Regions from separate parts of the Canis lupus genome. Here region 1 is linked to region 2. A link is a contact called in public Hi-C data. All regions are on one chromosome and are shown on one strand. The core of a region is the stretch at or near the end of the contact, and the rest is flanking DNA. Distances in the headings are between cores, read along the strand shown. Region 1 overlaps LOC119863905 (mastermind-like protein 3). Region 2 has its middle 79 kb from the start of SCOC.

Region 1 (5,203 bases), core at 2,556-5,055, 150 kb before region 2:
CCACCTGCCCCTCTCCCCTTCTATGAGAGGGTAGTTGGTATTTCCTAGGTGCCTCCAGACTGAAGAGTGAAGTCTGCATTACCCATCCCAAGACCTCCTTCCCATTGACTGCCGTGTTTATAGGCATTCAAAGTCAGAGAAAGGAAGTTAGCAGAATATTCATTTTCTTAATTGTTATATAAATGTCTCAGACTGACCTATAAAACGTATGGCATCACGGAAGCCATAATGCGCTCCAAAATACATGTTTACAAAATGCAAGACAGGTGTTTGGATTTATTTCAAATGTATTTAAGAAGAAAAAAAAAAAAACCAATATGCTACTCCCAAAACAAAGGATACCACAGTGTGTGGTAGTTAATTTTGGAGAAAAGAAGTGCATATAATCACTTACATTTTTGAAGTAAAGGTTAATCTGCAGGAAACGGGAAGTTAAGACGTGTAATTAACCTGAAGGTACATAACATAAAGAATGGAAGGCAACAGCTAATGAAGGAGCTAGAAGGAGCTAGCACAGAAATGCTTGCAGAAATGACAAACAGCTGAGATATCTTTTCTTTAGCTCTTTTCCTCCTGTAACCATCGCAGACAGAACACAGGTCATGGGTCAGCATGCGCTGGAAGACAGTGTTACTCCAAGTACAGTTCCTGAGCCCCGTGCTCATCCCCAGGCTGACAGTGTTCTATACCCACCGGATAAATACGGGCTTGGAGAGGGCGCAGCTAGAAGCCTTTACAGCAAGTCGCGATTGAAGGAACATCCAAGCAGGTGATCATTCCTCTAATTATTTATTTTTACTGTATTTTGTAAATGGATCAGTGCACCGTGGGCTGGAAGCAGAAGGACAGGAGGAAACTGGCCCTTTGGCCGCAGGCGGTGTGAGAGCACTGCTGAAAAAACTAAAATCGCAAAGGGCAGGGCGTAAGCGCTCCGCACAGGGTCAAAAGACGACGTGCACATTTTCTGTTGTTCGGTTTTTACCTTCGATTTGTTTCTCCCCGTGCAGAAGCCTGGCTGGGCGCAGCACCGGGTAAGGGCGGCTCCCGGGGTCGGCCGCCCGAGCCCCCAGCGTCGGTTCCGCTCAGGACCCCATACCTGCTTCCACCTGTCGACCCAGTCCCTACCAGGCAAAAGTCCGCATCACCTCCCTGTGTGCTCGGATGTGAACGCTAGTCCTGCACGGTCTTCGAAGGGGAGTCGGGAAGTCCAGTGTTAAATACCAAGCGCAGCCAAATATCTGTATATCGTTAAATGCGACACCTGCGAGCGGCTAGGTGGCTGCTTTTCTCCCAACGTCTTCATCTAAAGGAGTCCCCTGCAATACACGGGTCGCCTTACGCTCTCTACTCTCAGTTTTTGTTTTCCGATCTGTGGTTACGGCAAATATCCCTTCTATCTTCTAAAAATGATTTAGACTTCTCCCTAGAATTTTTTTTGCCCCCGGAATTCTGTTTATGAAGAGGTGTGGATATAAAAAAAATGACTCTGTCATAACATCAAATGCACCAAGAGAATGAAAACCTACATGGACGTTCGTACATGAGCACGAATGCAAACCTACGTCTGCGGCAACTCCCGCAGTCCCCCCCAGCAAAAGCCTCACGGACTCCCAGTCATCTCACTGAGAAACCACAGGCCCGGAGATCACAAGGCAACGGTCTCGTCATTTATATTTACCATCGCTAAGAGTTTACTGAAATAAAACTTTTTAGCTACTGCCCCGGTTACATGTTAAGCAAGTCAGCTTCAAGTTCAATATGTAAAATGCAAATTCCGCTAAATATGCAGCCGTTGGGTGGCTGCAGAAGGGAGGGGCATTCATATTGGGAGACTACATGGGGAGGCGAAAACAAGGCGACAGTGACTCGATTTTTGAAATCCCATTAGTACACAAACACTGGAATCTCACTGACCTGATTTCATTTAATGGCTTTAATATTTCGCTGCCACTACAGACGCCGGGGTCATCGCATGGGAAGGTGGGACACAGATGTCACGCTCTAGACCCCTGGAGCACGTGCAGAGTAAAGGCCTGCGCCTAGACCTGCAGAAAGGCCTGCGCCTGGATCTGCAGAAAGCACGCATTTCCCATCCAAGCCCTTTGTCGAGTGGAGCTCGAGCTGTTCATCCTGCCTCCTTGTTCTATTAGGTTTACTTTCTCGATGCTAAACCCTGTCAACTTTACTGCCCAGAAACCTGACTTCAGAATAGGACTTTCTGCTTTGAAGGCTCCTTTTAAGAACTGTCAAGGGGCAGTAAACATAAAGTGGGATCCGCAGCACCACCAACGACCACAAAACCGGGACCCGAGCTAATCAGCCTCCCCATAAAACACACGCTGGGTCTCGGCCTCCCTCCCACAGGAGCAGGCAACGAGATCCGCTGAGTGGATGGGAGCAAGAGAAGGAAGCAGCTGGAAAGGATTCCCGCTGTGTTCCCCCCTTGTGCCTCCCTCCCAGTCAAAAGGGTTCCAGGAAAGAAGGGTTTATCCCACACCGCTGTTGGCGACGCCAGTGCCAGTGTATCGGGCCCGGGGGCTTGAGGGGGGCGGGTTTGGTCATCCCCATATGTTCTCAAAGTGGAACTCTTCCCTTTCATCCTTCAGGCCTGGTCTGCCTTAAAACAAGCCAGAGACACAGCAAACAGAGGGGGCACGCGGCTAGGGACAAGGAACGAGGGCCTAGAGCCCCAACAGAATGCGAGCGATGGCCCTTTTCTCCTTGCCTCCCAGGCCCCCTGCCTTCCCTGGCGCACCCCGGCCTCACGAGCCTGCACCCGGAGGCCTTGGGGGTCCACGGCCCACGACCTCGGCCTCATAGGCCCAGTCCACCTCAGGGACATCAGCAGATGAAGCTTCAGACGAGGTGGTCACCAAAGTACCCACCAGGCTTTCCCCAGAACACAATGAACCCACTTAGGGAATCTCTCTCTCTCTCTTTTTTTTTTTTTTTTTTTTTTTAAAGAAGCAGAGGGGTGGGCACCTGGCTGGCTCAGTCGGTAGAAGTGTGTGACTCTTGATCTTGGGGGTTGTGAGTTCAAGCCCCATGTTGGGTGTAGAGAGGCCTTAAAAAAAATAAAATCTTAAAGAAAATAAAAAGAAACCAAGCTTGCATCTTGTGAAAACTGTTACAAGTGCACCCTGAGGCTGGAGACCAGACTAAGACTCCTGGGCCTCAAGGGGGCTCGCCTCCTACAGACAGTGGGGCGGGCGGGGGGCAGTTTTGTTTATGAGTCATACTCCTGAGGCTCTGTCTAGCAGGTAGTCCCCGAAAAGGGGAGGCGAGCCAACAACACTAGTAACACAGGGCATGTGACTATCCTGTTTCTAATCACAGTCATCTTACAGGTGTAGAGTGGGCTTACCATGCGCTCTATGAACAATATTTTCATCTTGTATTCACTACAAATCTAGGAGGGAGAAGGGCAGAAATGGCTATCCCTATCTTATGGAAGAAACCAAAGCTCAGGATTGTTAAGTGATTTTCCAAAACAACCTATCTAGAAAACTGAAAATAAAAAACTCAGGTCTTCTCTCTTTCTGCTACATCCCAGCCGACCTTCAGAAAGAAGTCTTAGCTTTTCATAAGCAGGTAAAGCATTTCTGTTTTTCCCCCCAATTGCCCGTTCTTCTCAAGTATGGGAAGAAAATACCCTCTACTACTTTCATCCCTATAACTAAGGCTCAGGAAGCCACGTGGAAATCCATGAGCGCTCGCACTGCATGCTGTTTCAACATACCTTTATCCTTCCTGCTCTGGGCCAGATTTAGGGGGTGACGTGTGTCTAATACAGAATCTTCAGTAGTCACGAGAACAGGAAGGAAGACAGATGAATATGCCCCTTGTTTGCATCAATGTCATTTGGACTTCTCGGACCTGACACTTGACACTTCCCTGAACCGTTTGCTTTGTGGAATAAGTACGTCTGTCTGCAAAAGTTATGCCACCAGGCTGCCATCCACCTCTCTAGAAACTCCAGGTATTCTTTAGTTTTACAGCATTCCGTTTTACCAGAAGGTTCCCCAAAGTTTTCCTTGTTTTAACATAGCCAAACGATGTTTTGTCAGTGCACGGGTTGGGGGTTTCTGTTTTGTTTTCAAATCAACTTGCCATCCCCCACCTCTCCCAGGCTGTTAGTAGGCATTTGGCCCACCCCACTCCTCCACCAGGCCTGAGTTCTCTCCCACACGCTGGCTCCTGCGGGCTTCAAAGCAGCCCAGTGGCAAAAGAAACACCCTATACTTAAAAATAAAAAACAACCTGCTGATAGTGAACTCAGTGCTAGGAGTACCAGGTGCAACTCACTGTTAACCTTCCTGCCGGCAGAGAATGTCCAAACCCATCTCCCTGATTCTGGTCATTTCTAGAAGTTTTAAAATCTATGATATGTCAACATCATTCAGCACTTCATCAATCAATCAATCAATCATGAATGAATGAAAGAATGACTCTGATCCTATAATATGCACTTAAGACAAACTTTACCAAACTCTTACTGAAAAATATAAATTACTAGGCAAGCAAAGGTCAATGACGACTCAGATGTTTACCCTTCAGCAGCATATGCAACGTTAAAGCCACGTCCATATGTCTTGTTAATAATAATTTAAATGTCTTACTGATTTACAAAATTTTTCTCAACTATTGTGCATGATTTGCCACCCCGTGAGCACCGTGAGCACACGTAAACACGGGTAATGAACGCTGCGTGGTGCTGGCACTCTCCATTTCCAAAGATCAGACTCCTCAAAGGCCATTACGATGTGGTTTCTTTCAGTTTACATTTTTACTAACAGATCAACCATGTTAAAGTTTATTCCTTCCTAAATTCTACACCTTCCCGTACCTGAACATGTCTCAGATTTCCCCGTCAACACTTCATTCCTAGTATTTCAGTTTTCACAAGTTACCATGAAGCATGACCTTTAGCCAGTATTTATTTCCTGACCTCCAAAATGAAAAAGATTCATAAACAAAGAGAGAGAGAGAGAGAGAGAGAGAGAGAGAGAGGAAGTTTTAGCAACTATTTTTGGACCCCATAAACAAAGCTGAGTTTTCCAGAGAAAGAGAACCCTTTAACCTACTTTGAGGACTAAACCGTGGCCTAAACACATTTGTGCTCAACGTTTTAGCATTCGATGGGAAAAGTACAAAGGTGTAATACTTAAAATGCTACAGGTTTTTTTTTTCTTACAACCAGCAT
Region 2 (5,507 bases), core at 1,295-3,794:
AAACACACAGCTGTCTTTCAAGGGTACAACTGACTTTATTGTGCAATCGTTGGTTTGCTAAGATACTGACATGAATTTTGCTACAATAGAAAAGTGTGGGGAGTTCACAAGTGCGGTCTTATTATTCTCATATTTTTTTTCTTCTAGAAAAGAACGATGAACTTGAAATCCTGCTGTATGTCCTTGGCACTCCACATAATAAAGAAAGGTAAATAGAGCTATCTAAGTAGCTTCTTGCACTTCAACTTGAAAATTTCCTCAGGTGCAGGCCCGTGACTACAATTCATGATTCCAGTTCCAGCTTCCTAGTTGGAACAAATTCATATTTTTAACCTAAACTGGCATGGCTACTCCAAGACATAGTACATTCTCTCTTGTGGAGAGACTCAAAAGCATGAGGTGATTGGCTATTTAGAGGGAGTATTGTGAAGGGGATTTAGAAACTGGTCCGGTGGCCAGACTAAATTACCCAATCAAAACCTGACAGGCTATGATTTAGCATGTTCTCTAGTCTGCAAATTTCTATATCCAGAATGCTCTACTCTTTAAACACATCAGACTTTTTTCTTCTCAGGGTCTTTGCCCACACTGTGTGTGTGTGTGTGTGTGTGTGTGTGTGTGTGTGTGTTTTCCTGGAATAGCAGCACATGGCTAGAGTGAGTGTGTGGTACAATTTATTGTTCAGATGTTGATTTAAGTGTTTTCTTCTCAGAAAAGTCATTATTAATCCTTCATCTGTGCAGGCACACCATGTTATTCTCCATCTTTGAGTCCATCTAAATTTTCCCCCAGAACGTACGCAGTTGTGAGTGTACCTAGCATTGTCTGTGGGTTGACTGCTTGGTAGACTCTAAGGAGAAATCCAGGTCTGTTGTATTCATTAACATATACCTGGGCTTAGTGTATAATAGACATTTAAGCAATTGTTACACATTTAAGCAAATGTGTGACTGAATGAATAAATATTAAAAGCAGATTAAAATTATTTCTAGAATCTAAGCCGCAGAATTTTTTGAGCTAGCAGACCTGCTTAGAGACACTCTATCATTTGTCAGTGAGACATAAATACCCTCAGTTTCTTCTTTTCCTTACCCTGTAAGATTGGTTGAGCTATGTAAATTTCTAAGCACTACATAATTGCTATTTTTGATTAGGTTACACACTGGGACTTGTGTACCATACCATCAGAAAGCCCAGCAAAAGAAAAAAAAATAGTGTTGTGTTCTGTTTTGGTTGTTTGTTAAAACAATACCCAGGATGATACTGAGAGCCTGGATGATACTGAGAGCCCACCGGTTCCTGTCCAGTTCACTTGGAACAACCTTATCAGCCTTCAGACTCCACATACCTCCAGCTCGTCTGACCGGAGTGGGTGGATCCTTGAGGGCTTCCTCTGGTCCCGTGGGTGGACAATGTCCCTGCCCATCTGACTCATGGGGGCGGGTCACATTAAATATGATAGGACCAAAGTAGAAGGCACCAGTGACCAGATGCATCAGGAACAAAGAGGGAGGAAAGCAGGGCCCTGAAAATAGAAATCACATCAAAAAATAGATGACGAGTTGATAATGCCTTGAGGCCTTTGTTCAGGAACACTCTGGCACTATAAAGGGAAGAATGACAGCACCATATTCTCCTATGAAGCATGAGATGGTTTTTCTTGAAGAGTTCTTCCCAAAGAAGGCCTTGTGGGTTGTGGCTAGCTCTGTTTTCCATTTTTATCTAGATTTGTTCTTTAACGCAAATGTTATTCTTTTTCCAAGGATTGCTGTATCATCACATTAACAATAAGATAAACAAACTTGACAAAAATTCACTGGAAACAATAAGTGTGGTAATTGCATATTCTTGTCCTAGGTATTCCTTTTTTGTTCTCAATTAAAAGCAGTTCCAAGCAGTCGTGTATGCCGTATCATTTGTTCACCTTAAATAAATACTTTTGAATCTAAAAATATAGCAGAAATAAAACTTTCTGAAAAAAATAAAAAACTGAAACTTAGAATCACATCAAAAATAAGGAATGGATTTTTAGAGGATCTGGATGGTTTGCGAGAGGTGGAGGTTTCCTGACCAGCCAACTCTGTGAGGGCCCTAGATCTAGGGAGCAGAAGGGTTTGTGCAGAACAGCCCCAGAACACTGAGTGGAAGAGACGCCCGTCGGAGATTTTAGATTTGCTCAGACTTAACAAAATCATGAGTTAACTATACTCATTGGCAGATATTTCATGAAAGAACAGGATTTCAAGTCGCACTTGGTCACCTCAAGAGTATTTCATAGGATTATCATTTTTAATCACTCCACTTCCATTAAACAGGACATTCCTGGACCATGAGTGCTGGACCAAGTTGCTGCCCAGGAGTGACCCGGCCACTCTCAGGGGCATGGCCTCCGCCACACGTTTCTGTCTGGAAATGGCCAGGGGGACTTCAGGAAGGAGCAAAATGAGCTGAGCACCGTAACTTCCATAGCCGATCCATGAAGTAGCCCACTTCCACGCCCTTCGGGACATGGTAACCTGCCCCCCCCCCACACCTACAGGCTTACAACAGGATGCCCCAGAGATCTGCCCCAGCTTCCTTTTCTGTGCCCACATTTCCCCCACAACACGCTGCAACCAGCGCATCAGAACAGACACACTCATAATCAGACCAAAGAGCAGTGACAGCGCTGGCAATTTTATACCTGGGCCAAGTGCCAGACCCGGCTGGGGGAAGGAGGTGCGGGCAGGGGAGGGAATGTCCTACCCACAACCCCTTTCAAAAACGAAGGTTGGGGCTGCTATTAACTCAGTCCTGCTAGGAGACTCGAGCTTGAGCTTTTCCCCCACATGCTCTGGAGGCAGGGCCTTCAGATGAGGTCAGTGAGGGGCTTTTAGACTCCGACATGTATACGGAACTATACTCGCAGAAGTGAGGGGGGGCGGGAGCCTCACTGTACCCCCCACTGTAGCCTCTGGAAACCCAATGGTTCTCTGGAATGTTGCTAAATTAGTCACCACTGATACACCTCCTACAGCACCTCTGCCCTTTGCGTAAGCCTAAACAGTCTTGTTTGTTTATCTCACACTGTTTTCCTGAGTCAGGAATTCAGGGATAGCTTGACTGTGTGGTTTTGGTTCAGGGTCTCTCATGTGGCCAAGATGGTAGCCAGAGCTGCAGTCATCTGAAGGCTTGACTGGGGTTCGAGGATCCACTTCATGCAGGATGATGCCCTTCCACGGCTGCCAAGCTGCTGCCGGCTGATGGCAGGAAGCGGGCTCCTTGGTGTGTGGGGCCCCCATAGAGCTGCTTGAGTATTGTCAGCACACAGAGGCCAGCCTTCCCCACAGTGCGTGATACAAGAGAGAGCAAAGTAGAAGTCACAATGTGCTTTCTGTGCTAGCCTTGGAAGTCACACACTGTCATTTTGTAACATTCACTTGGGTTGCACAAGTCAGCCCTGTTTAATATGGGAGGAGATGACACCAGGACATGATAACCAGGAGGCAAGGCTCGGGGGCCATTTTGGAAGCTGGTGCCCACAGCTGCTTATTGGCCCTGCCACTGCCCTAAGGAATCGGTCCACGCATTGCCTGAGCTTCCCCCAGGAGCTCCACGAATCCGACGCTCGTGGGGATGCCCGAGCGTCCTTTCAGAGCAGGGTCAACAGCTCCTGACCTCCTGCCTGCCTTAGGCAGGTGGTGGCTCCGCGCCACACCCTGGCTGCCGCGCTCTGCCTTGGTAGCCGCGCACGTGTGGGCAGTGCTAATGAGTCACCAAGACACCGGTTAGCCAGGCACACACCACGGCCTAGAATGCAACCCTAAAGCAAGACCCTCCTCTAGAGAACCTTCCAGCTGGAGTGTTGCTCCCAAATGGGCGTCTGCTGGCCCCAGAAGGTCACAGGCCTATTTAAGTGTCTGAATGATACCTGTGAGGCTCTGGGGAGGACGCGCCCTCACTGGATTTCTGCTCTTTGTCTGGAGGGGAAACAAGCCTTGCTGACTCAGGTGGGAGTAGAGAAGCTAACTGTTGGCCGTTGCCGGGCTCCTTCGGTGGCTGGCCGTGCAAATTCCAGTGAACCTCCATGATCTTCTGCAGGACGATCTAACCTAGCTTCCAACTGTAAGATGGGAAATTCTGAATTCACTGAAGAGATCAGCCCCGCTAGGCGGTGTGTGCACCTCACCTCCGTCAGTCTTCCCAGGAACCCCGGGAGGTCGCAATCAGACCACCGTTTTAGAGAAGAGCAAACAATCTCAGGGACCCTAAATGACCTGCCCAGTTTCCCAGCTGGCAGGTGAGGGTCCAGGATTCTCACCTGGGTGAGTCCCCCTCCCCAAGCCCAGGGCATGTCCAGGGAGAGGAAGGCCAGGACCCTGGCAAGTGGCCACAGCCCAGCCCGGCCAGGAGGAGGCTGGGGCCGAGGCCCACGGCCACGGCCTTGGGTGGGGGGTGGCTGGAGCTTCCCCCTCTCCTCCAGCCCTTCTCCAGTCGGGGCAGCAGGGATGCGGGTCCCACTCAGGGGTTAGAGTGTGCACCCCCCCTCCAGGGAGGCTCAGGCCGTTCATAGTAATAGTTGCCGAACCGGCCCCCCCAAGCTAAGCACCACTTGTAAACCTCACAGCATTCCTGTGAGGTAAGTATTCCTGCGGCAGGCAGCGGGGCTAGGACAGGAGGGCTGGGGAGCACCGCAGGCCCCGGAGCCCAGGCTCCACGCTCCCGCTCCCGCTCCCAGCCCAGGGCCCAGCGCCTCTGGGGCCATCGTGGCCTCGAGGCCCAGCACCAAACAGGCTCCTCGTGGGAGGGCCTGGGCCACTGGAGCCTCCCGCCCCCAGGCCCCCAGGGTGCTCCCCCAGGCAAAGGCGGCCGCGGGGGGGGGGGGGGGGGCTGCAGGTGGAGGGCTCCAAGGGGGGGGGGCGGTGCTGGGGCTCGGGGGGGGCGGGTGCTGGGGCTCCGAGGGGGTATGGGGGTGCTGGGGCTCCGAGGCCGGGGAGGGGGTGCTGGGGTTCCGAGGGGGGGAGGGGGTGCTGGGACTCCGAGGGGGGAAGGGGTGCTGGAACTCCGAGGAGGGGGTGCCGGGCTCCGAGGCAGGGGGGGTAGGGGATGGGGGGTGCTGGGGCTCCGAGGCCAGAGGTGGGGGGGCGGCTGGGCTCTGAGGCCGGGAGGGGGATGCTGGGGTTCCGAGGCCGGGGCTCCGAGGTCGGGGTGGGGGCGCGGGGGGGCTCCGAGGTCGGGGAGGGGCGGGGGGTTGCTGGGGCTCCGAGGCCGGGGTGGGGGGCACCGAGCTGGGTGCTTCAGCGAGCGACAGCGGCGCGGGGGCTCCGCGCCCAGGGCCCGAGTTCCTCGCAGGGGTGGGTCCGCCCCGAGGGCGGGAGCCAGGGCCGGGGGCGGGAGCCAGGGCCGGGGGGGCTGCTCCGGGCCGCGAGCCCCCGTAGTCTTTGTGTCTTTGGAACCGGATTCCCCCCTCGCTCCCCGCCCGCGCCGCCCGCCCCTCCCCGCCCCTCCCCGCCCCGAGTCCCAGAGGA

Evidence for each region. Hi-C and Micro-C count contacts between places; a contact is called where the count stands out from the background.
Region 1: a contact with region 2 is called in a Hi-C map of blood, with 4 times the contacts expected there. The contact joins two enhancer-like sites. A contact is called at or near these places in 2 of 9 Hi-C or Micro-C datasets (both in blood).

The regions. Positions count from the first base shown.
Region 1 is chr19:3,441,118-3,446,320 of UU_Cfam_GSD_1.0, reverse strand. All of the region lies in intron 1 of LOC119863905 (mastermind-like protein 3), which reads right to left. Among named protein-coding and RNA genes, the nearest start is that of SCOC, 230 kb to the right of the region's middle. Within about 2 kb of position 3,805, at least 3 of the 20 cell types and tissues checked have an H3K27ac peak or open chromatin away from gene starts, as enhancers often do. A contact at or near this core is called in blood, where this site is marked.
Region 2 is chr19:3,288,993-3,294,499 of UU_Cfam_GSD_1.0, reverse strand. It overlaps MAML3. Among named protein-coding and RNA genes, the nearest start is that of SCOC, 79 kb to the right of the region's middle. Within about 2 kb of position 2,544, at least 7 of the 20 cell types and tissues checked have an H3K27ac peak or open chromatin away from gene starts, as enhancers often do. A contact at or near this core is called in blood, where this site is marked.